Linked DNA regions of Hordeum vulgare: region 1 is linked to region 2. A link is a contact called in public Hi-C data. All regions are on one chromosome and are shown on one strand. The core of a region is the stretch at or near the end of the contact, and the rest is flanking DNA. Distances in the headings are between cores, read along the strand shown. Region 1 holds the start of LOC123424277 (RNA-binding protein Y14A). Region 2 holds the start of LOC123407064.

Region 1 (5,697 bases), core at 2,113-4,612, 430 kb before region 2:
TGAGAGCGGAGTAAAGAACTATGTATGCATTTGGTCGGTGACTCAGATTCAGATTATGATTAAAAAGTGAAACAATGACAAGAAAAACATCGTCAGGGTAAAACTAGGAAATATGGGAAGAAATCAATCATATGTACACGCCAATGTATAATAAAATCCATAAAATCATATTACATAGCCAAAAACACTTGGCCAAAATTTAACTGAAATCCCCCATGATTAACTACTGTAGAAATACTACATTATTACTTGGGGAAGCTCGGCACATATTAGAGAAGAAATGCATAAAGCAGAGGGGAAAAACTACTTGTTTGAGAGGAAAGTGCAAAAGGAATAAAGGATAACTTGTGTAATTAACCAGGGACCTCATAACATGCTTAATCTGGCATTCCTCCAAGGATGTATTACGAATGAAGTGAACCCCAAACCCTCAGATTGTACTCCCTCCCCGTCCCAAAATTCTTGTCTTAGATTTGTCTAGATATAAATGTATCTAGTCAAATTTTAGTATTTAAATAGATTTATTTCTAGACAAACCTAAGACAAGAATTTTGGGACGGGAGTACTAAGCATTTCAAGAATTAGAAAACCAGCCAGGAAAAATCTCCTTGAGATTGTACTAAGCATTTAAGAGTTCAGAAGGTACATAACTTCATCCAATTACTACCAACTAAGTTCATAGCAAACTTAATTTGCATTTAGAATTTTTATTCCTAATGTGTTTTTTTATAAGAATGATTTGGTGGCTTTCAGTTGGGTGGCCAATACATGTTTAACCAAACCGAAACTAACTTATCAAACTAGGTTTAGCAAACTTAACTTAGATTTATGTTCCTCATTCCTAGTCTAAATGTTTTATCATAATTTAGAATGATTTGCTCTTCCCACTTTCAACTCTCAGGTAGGCATCAGTTGCCATTTCACCAGAGCAGTGTCTGCACCAAAATCTAGAGCTGACACCTGCTTCAGTGCTTGCCTTAAAAGCTCATATATGGATGATAATTATGGCCAGTTGGTTGCTGCCATGCTTTTCCTTCTAACATAACCAAAAAAAGGAACTAAATACGAAAGCGCACATAAAGCATACCTCTTCCGAGTATTTCTCTGTTTGACAGGGCCATTACTAAATGCCCAGTCAACACTTATTATCTGCGAAAGAAGCTCAGTTCCGTCTGATTCTCTTATTGCACGCTGGGCTTGCTCAAAGTTCTCATACTCAATTAGAGCATATCCCTGCATAGGAGAAGGGAAGCCACACAAATATTAAGGAGGGGATAAGAAAGGATGCAAGCAGACCCTGTTATTATTCTATGGATGACAAACTATGTATAGTCCAACAAAATGAACCTTTCCACATATGAACCTGTTTATCCTGCCAGTCTTACTCATAATTAAGGAATTGACTGAGGATTTCACAAATGCAAACTAGAAAACAAAACTAAACTGAATGGTATCTCTGCAAAATGTAAAGGACTAAAGGTGGTAGGAAGCATACCTTCACAAATCCAGTCCTGCGATCCAAATTCAAATGCAAGTTCTTGACCTGCCCATAATCCCCGAAAATATTATGGAGGTCCTCCTCCTGAGCTTCTTCATGAACTCCAGTAACCAGTACAATCCACCCTTCAATGGCTGTACACAAGGCAAAACATACAAGAAAACAACTCCATTAGTGACAATTCCTGCAAGGAAATATACATTGAAAAGGACAGTGTCCAGAACTGCACTTGCACTTACTAAGGCCCTGTTTGGAACCACCCAGATTATGTAATCTGGTTTTTATAATCTGTTATGTTTCCAAACAGGACAGTTTATATTGTAGATTTTAAAAACTAGATGACCAGATTATTAAAAACTCATAATCTACTCTACCCCAGCTAAAATCAGATTATGGATTACTAATGACCTATTACCCTTTTAAACTTGGAGATAATTACCTACTGCCACTGCCACTGTCTTATTTTTATAAACAGGGCAGACATGTCACTGTACAATGTAAAACCTGAATTACAGTTTATATAATCTGACCTCCAAACATGTCCACCTGGATTATTTTTATAAACCAGATTATATAATCTATCTTCATAATCCAGATTATTATAATTTATTGTGGTTCCAAACAGGGCCTTATAGTTACTAATACTATATTATTTGATTCAAAGCTTTGCACAAAGCAAGCTTTGGTATGAGCAGAAAATAGCAATGGGCGTATGTCATATGCAACATTTTGCTAATAGAACTCAACAGAAGTTGAGAGTAAAAATATTCAAAGGTTTTCTAGATGTATGTCAATCAAGGCCCTAGCAGCTTATTGGAGGAACTGAAGGTTTAGGGGACTATCAATTCAATTATGTAATGAAAAACAAAGCAGAACAACCTAATTCATGCCCGTTCACATCACAAGAAGATAGCCACAGCTTCAATCAAAGAACAATCTCAGCAGTCAAGCACATAAAAAACCTTTTTTGCAAACGAAAATCAATCATCCCAACAAACTAACTCACGGGCTGCAAGTAAAAGTAACACAAAGAAAACGAATCCTGAGGCAAAAACGGTCAGAGATCTACACTAAAATCATAGGTAGACTATCTTGGTAAACTATGAGCAAGCAGCGATTTCCAAACCCAAGGAAACCATCCGACCAAGTCGCCCAAAGCATCCATCTGCACATCAACATTGCTCAAGAAAAAGGCAATCTATAGCAGCAAGGAACCCAAATATCTCCTTGCCGTACGCAGCAGCCCATGGGCATCGGAAGAAACCTATCAAGACGGCATCTTTGCAGTGCCTTCAAATTCAGATCTCGTTCGTCAAACAGCAAAACTAACACGTTGAAGAAGAGAACATACTAGGTTACCAGACCTACGCCGCGAACGTCAGACCACGCCACCCTACCTGACTAGAAATCTTCTTATCGGGAAACACAAGGAGGGAGGTACAGGGATGGAGACGTACAGCGCACGGGTCCAGGGCCGCCATCGGAGGCGAGGGCGTCGAAGCCAGAGCGGCCTGCGCCAGCTAACCGCGAGTCGCGGTGCGCGGACGAGGAGTTGGGATCCTCGCGGAAGCCGCGCCCCTTAGTCTTACGCGGGGCATCGTCGTCGCCGCCGCCGCCCCCTGCGATGGTAGATCGGAGGCGGGGAGCGGGGGCCGGCGAGGGTTCGATGGCGCCCTCCTCGTCCATGAGATCGTCGTCGTCGGAGTCGAAGTCGACCGCCTCCACGTCCGTGTTCATCGCCGCCGCCGCCATCGCTGCAGCCGCCGCCGGTGTTAGGTTCGAGTTGGTCTGGGCTCGGATCGGGAGGGGGAGACCTACTGGGGTTTGGGCCTTCGGGATTTGCACGTCGGGTTATCCTCTCTCTCTTTTCTCAGAAACACCCTTGACATGTATAAGACCGGAAACATGCTAACCCTACAAGAATACGGATTTGCTAGCAAAAATACTTACATATTCCCAAGTTTTCTATATCGCGGTACAATACCAGATGCTTGCATACACGCATGTACACTTAGACTTAGGACGCATTTGATTGCTCCTCTTTAATTTATCTACATGTGTTGTTCATTTGAACCTGGTTGAGAACAAAATAACATGAAAAATTAACATCTAGTACACCTCATTTGGTTGCCCGCATTAAGGGTGACTTCATGAGGGGATCGATTTTGGCGCGTTGTTTGGTGTCCTACATTGGCTGGGCAGATGCAAATACACGGTATTTGGTTGCACACATGCTACAAGGTGTGATAACCTTGTATCCTACTTGGTGAGCTTACACGAGCAACAAAACATCACTATAATCACGACGAACAGGACGATAATGATAAAGTTCTTGAACCCAAACTATCAATCCACCTTGACAGCTTTAAAACGGCATGTCTGCTTAAGCACAAACTTGGATAGCATTCTTTGTCGCTTGCCTACTCTTAACCCATATGTGACGGTTGTTCTTTTAACTTGACACTTGTTCATTGCATGCTTTTCATGAACTCTAAACCCCTCAAAACCTCTCGTGTTGGCACCTTGAAGTGAACGCAACTCCTTAAGGTTTTAGTAGTAGTGCTTGCCCAACCAACTCTTGAGCCAAAGCACCATGTGAGCGTTTGTCATGGCAACAGGCCCAACACCATGGGCCTTGTTGTCCAACAAGTGGCCCAAAACAACCATCACAGCCTCTTGGCTGAAGCCACCTTCGTCCATGACGGTGGTGTAGAGGTCAGGGTGGACGTCGACCGACATGCTCTCCCTTATGGCGGTTGCCACCTCCTTGACGGCCTTAGTCATGTTGGCGAAGACACCGATTCGCCCTCCATCAAGCTGCCCCTCTTCCTCTTTCCATCGAGCACAGGGACGTGCTCAAAGCCCTTATAAAGGGACCATCAAGGACGATGGTCGCTGACTCCTGGGTGTCTGGAAACTCAACATGGGCAAACTGAGCGGGTCATTGGAGCCTATGACTTGCTTGTTGGTTGCCAACCCAAAGAAAAAGATGTGATGCATCTCGTTGTAGTTCTCGATGGGTATTTTGAGGAACTCCGCGTCTTCGGGGTGGTCCTAAAAAAGAAACACAATGATGTTAGTTGTGAGAAGACAATGGTTGACAGGCTTAAACAAGGGGCATGGGCTAACCGCGGTGTGGCCTTGGTAGTGCTCTGCCTCGAGAACGATCGAGCAAGTGGTGTGATCCCATGAGGTACCACTAAGGTTTTTGAGCTTGGAGACTTGAATCCATCTAGCTCTCCACTCCTTGAGGTGGTTGTATACATGGGCCGGTGTTTAAATGCACCTCATTGAAGCCCTTGTCAGTCCTAAACCAACTAGATATGAGCTCGCACGTGTTGTTAAGCACTAACATGGACATGAATAGTTGCCACTTCATGATGTTCCCCTTACCATCCTTCTTTGCCTTTACATTTGTCGTATGTGCAGCCGCAATGATAACATTGGGCACAACAAGCACAAAAATTGTAGGCACAAAAGGAGGACCCATGCTTTTACCCTGGAACACATCTGAATCAGGAGGCATTTGGTCCTCAATGGGTGTCGTGGTTGAAAGCACAATTGCCCTCTAAGGTGGTTTTGATAATTGATCACAACATATGCATCATTGGACTAATGATCTTATTCAAGTATATTTCAGAAAAGTTCAAAGATTCCTTGGCTAAAGGATTGTGAGGAGAAACCCTTTGATGAAGGAAGGAATAGGATTGGCTCAAGCTTCAAGCAAGAAGACTCTACATTTTACATTTGTGAGAAATCACTTTGAGTCCATAGGAAAGCCAATACTATTAAAAGGGGGTGATGTATTATGATGAATTGGTTGCTCAAGTGCTTAGAAATAGCTGATGGTGTCCTAGACTAGGGGGTACTCACCATGTCGTCTCCCAACCAGTAGGGCGGGCCGAGGACCCCATGGTGGTTCAATAATAGGCTGGTTCGTACAGCCCATGATGCATACAAGGGAGATACCACAAGACTTGGCGCACAAGATAATGACTACTCTAAACCCTAGGCCTACGGTACATTATATAAACTGAGGTCAGGCTAGTCAATAGACGATCTCATATTCATTACAACAATCTCGTGGTAGATACCTGTATTATGTACTATCCCCATATCAATACAATCAAAAGCATGATGTAGGGTATTATCTCCTTGAGAGAGCCCAAACCTGGGTAAAATCATGTGTCCATGTTACC
Region 2 (6,512 bases), core at 502-3,001:
GATCCTCCCCTGGCAATCACAAGTTCGCAACACACGTTAATTTGAGTACTATCGCGCATGCACATTTGCACCGAAGCTCGGTTAAGAGTAACCGTGAATATAAATATAATGAACTCTTTGAAAGTCGTATTAATCTTATAAGTCGTGTTAATCTTGTATAGCTCGGAGTAGATAACTAGATATTGTATGAGTGTGTGCGTCTGGTTGGTGGTGTACATGAGTGTGAATCTACGTTGTATTTGGTGTTTTTCGAAAAATTGAACTTTCACTCTGCAAACCACTGGATGGTTGCCACGATGCAAATTAATTATGATCAAACAGTAAGCAAAGACTTACTAGTAGCAGTCTAGCACTACTAATTAATTATAACTAATCTGAGTGTGGAACGATTCTGATGATGAGTACAGGACGGAGACGGACTGATCGCGACTGGTGGCCGGAGCGTGGCGAAGGGTGAGTAGCCAGGTCGACGTGCAAAGCGTCGCCGCCCAGTTGTCCTGGAAAGGCACCAGCTACGGTTGGCCAGACTTGGTTATTGCTACCCCTAATTAATCACCTAGAGTACGTTCAGAAAGCACTTAACGAGTGCATTTTTGTAACAATAATAAACTTTCATTGATGGAGTCAAGGGTGCCTTGCTTTTGACCCATCGGAGATGAGGCCGGGCAAGCAGAGAGGCTCGTCGGTGTGCCATGCCGGACAAGGCAGGGTGATGTGCATGCATGCATGAGATATATCTGCAGCTAGTGACCCATGGAATTAATGCAGGTACTGGGTGATGTGTGTATGTGTCTGTGTGTGATGGTGACGTACCGGCGCTGGGGCTGGAGATGGAGCAGCTGCCGGCGGTGGAGGGCGAGTCGGCGCCGCTGCTGGCGTGGCTGTGGGTAGGGCTGCTGCTAGCGGATATGCCGTAGCATTGAATCTCTACGGTGCCGTCGGAGGGGAGCTCGAGGCCGAGGTCCCTGCACGCGCGCACCTCCTCCATGTCCATCGCGACGCTGGCGGACGAGTGGTGCTGCGGGGAGGAGGAAGCGCAAGGGGACGAGGACCCGACAACCTGCTTCCCCACCACGACCACCACGGGGGTGTCGGCGTCGGGGGCGCCGCCGTTGCGCTCGTGCCAGCTCTTCTTCATCTCCCACGCGCGGTCCAACCACGCCTCCCGCGCCGCCCGCTCCCGCCGGACCACGCTGAAGCTGCTCCGCCGCGGCTGCGCCGCCTCCGCCTGCACCGACCCGCGCTGCAGAAGCCGCGCCCACTGGTCCTCGTTGTCGCTCCCGAAGCTCTTCTTCGTCTCCTCCACCGCCAGCCACGCGTGCGGCGGCGGCAGAGTCCGGCCCCCCTCGCAGCCGGCGTCGTGGCGACGTCGGTCCTGGACGCTCGCGTCGACGACCTCCTGTCTCCTTGACAAGACCCCGCGGCTGCCGCCCGAGCCACTGCCCCCGTCGACGCCGAAGCGGGACACCCGCCTCCTCAACTCTCCGACCGCACCAGCACCGTCGTCTCCCCCGACGGCGAAGCGGGACACCCGCCTCCTCACCTCCAGCACCTCGTTACAGTCGTCACCGCTACCATCGCCGACAATGTCATCCTCCTCCTCGTCAACGAAACGGGCAACAGGTGTCTCCCTGGTCATGGACGCCATGCCTAGCTACAGCTTCTAGGCTATACGCTAGAGTAGTAGAGCAGGTGAGTGCCAATGCCTGCAGGCCAGTGGTTGGGTGGGAAGCATGAGTTGTTGGACGGCCGGGTGTATATATAGACCGGGGGGAGCTGTATGCTGCATGCTGCAATGGCGACGGGTGGCGGGGGAACAGGTGGCGCGACACATGCACACATATACTTACAAGACATGGGAATGCATGTATGACGTCGGACACCGTCTAGCTGATTGGCATGGCATGGCATGGCATGGCATGGCATGGTTGCCGGGCATGTATGGCAAGCATATATCAGCAGTAACCTGTTCAATCAGGCAGTGTCAGGAGAGATTGCTAGCCACTGCCACCCAATGAATATGAATATTAATAACCTTTGATTCATTATCGCCTATATACCTGAATTTTTAACAATTAGGTTGACGTGGAAATTCAGGTTCCACTCTTCATCTCTCCCGCAAAAGAGGTGCTTGCCTGAATCGTTTGACCCCTCGCAGCTTGAAGTTACATTTTGGATCCGCTTGAACGTATCTTGAAATGCTTTTGTGCTAAACTGCATCAATTTCGTCAAATTCACGGACTATTCAGTTGATTTCCAGTGAGCAGTCTATTTCCAAGTGAATTAATCAAGGCTTATCACGTGATCAACGCATACGAAATCATCTGATCTCCAGAAGCATTTCCACAGGATCGATACATCAGGGATAACGTTTGAAAGAGATGCCGGCACATATCTGGATAAGATAGATCAAAGGGAACACAAATTCAACCGACGAGCCCACCAGTCACCACGTCATGAAAAGCAAAAGCGTCAGGCGGACGATGAGCTCGAGGCGAGCGAGCGAACGAACGGTGCGCGTGCGTGCACGCCGGAAGGAGGAGACGATCGAGCCGCCGAGTCGGCCCCGCGGGAGCACGTGGCGCCTGGAGGGAAAGGACCGGGAGACCAGGGCTGGAGTGGGGCCCGGAGGATGACTGGTGGCGCCACCGGAGTGGCGCCAGGTGGGCTGGGGATAGAGGAGACGACCGGCGACAGGTCGGTGTCCACGCGGTTAAGCTGCCGCGGCGAGAGGGGAGGATTTAATGGGTTAATCAGCCCAACCCATGGACGGCGACGGCCACGGCTTCGATTGGATCACTTTGGTTAGGAAAGGGTGGGCTTAGAGCAAATACAGTAAGGTCCAGTCAGCAGGCTGTAAGGATTAAAATACTATATTTTCGTTGAGTTGGATGAGAGAGAAGATGAGAGAGAAGGGAAGCGGACTCTTCGTGAAGAGTCAGCTCTAGCACGTGCTCCTAGGTGCTTTATGAGAATGAAACGTGGGCCATATATAATAAAAGTAGTACTCTTTTATAGCTAACTATTGTACAAGCTGACTATAAGGTGGGCTATAAGACTGCTTATAGCCAGCAGTTGGCTATACTATTAACCATGCTCTTAGGGAGGTGATTAGTTTTATCTTAGAGGGTAAGCCAGGATTAATTAAGTATAATGCGTACCCTAAAAAAACATGCGAGCCCACTGTGAGGTGGCATGGGCAGGGACAAGCAACTTTTCTCTTTGGAAGGGGATTTGTGGCATCCAGGTTTCAGGGCATCGAGTCCCTTGCACGTACTTTTATTTTTGACTTCTGATTCTTTATTTTCTGTATCTTTTGAACGGAAAGTCTAAATTAGATTTTATTTTTCTATTCGTGTTTGTTGTGACAAGGGCTTTCAAATAAATCCATTTTGCATACGTTTTGAAGAAATTTGAAAATAAATGTTAACTTTCAACTCTTGAAATTTGTATGAGCGATCGATGAGTTCGTTTTTTTTTTGTGTCTACACCGACAATATCTCTTTTTATGAAACTTGGTTAGAGTGAGCGATAATAACACATGTTTCACATGAAAACTTATATGTTTCAACGACTAAAATATAAAACTTATTATACCCCCGTGTGTGATCCAACTATTTCGTGTCACGGGACAATCGAACCGTCGAGGTGGGCCTCGCATGTACATGCCCCTACGAAATTTCTTGTTTCTCTCACTACTCCTAGACGATTTAGATTCTACTTCGTCGCGCCTCCTCCATCGATACAATACTAACATCCTCATGTTCCATGTGGCTCTGCTGGTGTAGGGCGTGCAACATATCTCGATTTAGTGCTAGGAGATGTAGTTAACCCCACTTAATTGGGGCGTTGGTGTTCAATGATGGTTCTCCGACTTTTCCTTTGGTCGTCGAATCCGACACGAGATCTGGTGGGCATGTAGTTTGTTGTGGCTTGTCGTTTCGGCCCTTCCAGTGGTGGTGGGACTAGTGGCGGTGGGGACGGCGGTGCTCAATAAGGCCTCCTCCAGATTTGGTGGTGTGTGATGTCAGACTTAGTGACAAGATCTGGTCGGCAAGTTTGCCTTTCCTTTGTAGAAGTAGGGGGTTGGCTGTATTTTTGTCGGGCTAGTGGTGCTTCGACAGTAGTGATGTTGATTCGGTTAATATTTTGACTCAATGGGATCAACCAAGATATGCCTTCTTCTTTAGGGCATGCATCCTTTGGGTCGGCCCTACCAATCGGTAGATATCAATGACTTACGGACTACCTGTATTGATACTACATTCTCCTTAGTGACGGCTTTGAACTCCAACGGTGACAATATCGTCACACCATCGTCATATGTGGAATGAAGAGGATCGGAAGCTCCCCGAGGATTCCCTTTTTAAGGGTTTCTTGAAATGCTAGTGCTTCGTTTAATACAGAGCTCTAGCTACTTCAAGCAAAAAAAATTATGTGTTGTGAAGGGGGCAAAGCACACCACGCCAAGTATGTAAATAAGTTTGACGGACTCCTCGCCCCCTCCTCCCATGTCGCCCCCGCGAGGCAACCGGGGGGCAACCCTAAATCCCGTCGGTCTCCCTCCCCCTCCTCCTCCTCCCTCATCGTCGCCCGAGGGCGCGGCCGGGCGAAGCCCAATTGTCGCCGGCGGCGGCGGGGCCTCGTGGTCCTCCTGGTCGGACAGTGATGGCGCGAACCGGTGGCTCAGGTCAGAGCGTGGAGCTCTACCGGGCGACACAGCGGAGCTCCGATGCCTTTGCTCCCCCGTGGCGGGCGGCTAGCAAGTGTTGGGGCATGCCTGCTCTCCAAGATTGGCGGCGGCGATGCCAGATCTGTGATCTGATGGCGTGGCCGGATCTGCGGCTAGGCGAAGCGGGCCGAGGGCGGCACGGGTTGCAGCACCGCAGTAGTGGCATGTTGGTGGGTGGACTAGCCTGTCTCTAGGTGCTCCGGCAGCTGGGCAACGACGAGCAGCGTAGACGGGCTCCTCGGTGAGCTTTCTAGGTGGTTGACAGCGGTCCTTGGGGTTTTCCTTGCCGGTGGACGGGTGTGTGTTGGTGGCCTCACATGGAGCCGTGCCGGCTGCCGAGGTGGGGCTACATAGGGGGTGTCGGGTGGGGAGGTAGACTGAAGGGATGCGAGGTGTGACAAGTTCGGACCACCCGCCACCGGCACGGGGGTGTGCCGGTCGTGGATGCGTCTGCTCCCCCTCCTTCCCCTTTCCCCAGCCATGTGTGGGCTGATGCATCTCCTGCGTTGTTCGAGGCAGGATGTATGTTGCGGTTTGGCGGTCGGGTGTGTCCTTTGGTACAGAGCCGGTCACTTTGGCCGGTCTTGGGGGTGTGTGTATGCAGGGCGGCGGCCCTGGCGGTGGGAGACGTGACGTTCATGGGCGAAGCATGCGTCTTGGGTGCGGGGTACGCAGCCATGGCCACGCAGGTGATTTGGCTGCGGGTGGTTGACTAAGCTAGGTTGCGTGGGAGGGGTGTGAACGCCGAGGTACACCACTTGCTCATGGGCCGAGGGTGGCGGCGTTCGTGGACGCCATATCCTTCATGAAGGCTCCGTCGTGGTGTTCCCACTCCTTCGTGATGCTCCGGATGAAAACTTGATCTTCGGGATTGGACGATGGCGGCTACACATGGTCGTGCCCTTTTGGAGGCACCGTCTTGGAATCCTTGTTCCGTCGATATCCGCCTCGCCTCTCCTGGGGGGATTGCTCGTGATGGAGGTCCCCGTTATCTCCAAAAGATTCATGTTGTTTGGTAGTCGTTGGGGTGGTGTGGCGATGCTCGACACTTTTATATCTTGTCTTGGGTGTGTGTTGTGTGCGGTATTGGTGTGTGTTTATATCAGCGTGGTTGTATGGTCAGTGTTATATATAAAGCGGAGCGAAAGCTTTTTTCGGTAAATAACTTTGACCCTAAGCTAAGTTGGCATTTGCAAGAATATGAAACTTGTTTGCTCAAGTAGCTTTTCTAGAGAAGGTAGAAAGGACATCCTATATCTGATAAATACCAAGGAAAATAGTAGCCACCGCAATGAAAAGACAAACCTGGCACAAAATGACCAGCAAAATATATAATAAAAATAAAAATCATATTGATCGTTTTTCTTTATTTCACTATGTACAAAACAACCAACAAATATATCAACTCCTCTTTTTTGCAATGGAAATATATCAACTCTTACCCTCACACAACATCCGTTGGCGTCGAATCAAACTGTGTCAAGGTAAGGGAAGGCCAGAGGGACACCCCGCTGAAAAAGAAAAAAAAGATCAGAGGGACATTATTCAGAGACCCACAGGTGTCATCTCGCCGCCACCACCTTGCCGATACCATCAGTGAAACAAAAAATAATAAGGAAACAAAAAACCTACTAGAACCAAAAACAACGAATGAGACGGATCCTCGTCCATTGGCCAATGACAAGACCGTTGGACAAGAATAGTGGAGACTCGATACCGGCTAGGGTTGGGAAGGGAACCGTTTGCCCAACCACCGTCGTTCCATGCACATCCATGGTTC

Evidence for each region. Hi-C and Micro-C count contacts between places; a contact is called where the count stands out from the background.
Region 1: a contact with region 2 is called in a Hi-C map of seedling, with 2.7 times the contacts expected there. The contact joins the promoter of LOC123424277 here to the promoter of LOC123407064 in region 2. A contact is called at or near these places in 1 of 6 Hi-C or Micro-C datasets (seedling) and 1 of 1 datasets of contacts at active chromatin or transcription factors (embryo).

The regions. Positions count from the first base shown.
Region 1 is chr1H:62,184,896-62,190,592 of MorexV3_pseudomolecules_assembly, reverse strand. It overlaps LOC123424277 (RNA-binding protein Y14A), which reads right to left and starts at 3,362. Exons shown (of 4, transcript XM_045107948.1): 1 at 2,956-3,362; 2 at 1,496-1,632; 3 at 1,088-1,233. The coding sequence starts at 3,250.
Region 2 is chr1H:61,748,270-61,754,781 of MorexV3_pseudomolecules_assembly, reverse strand. It overlaps LOC123407064, which reads right to left and starts at 1,751. Exons shown (of 2, transcript XM_045100110.1): 1 at 814-1,751; 2 at 1-9. The coding sequence starts at 1,648.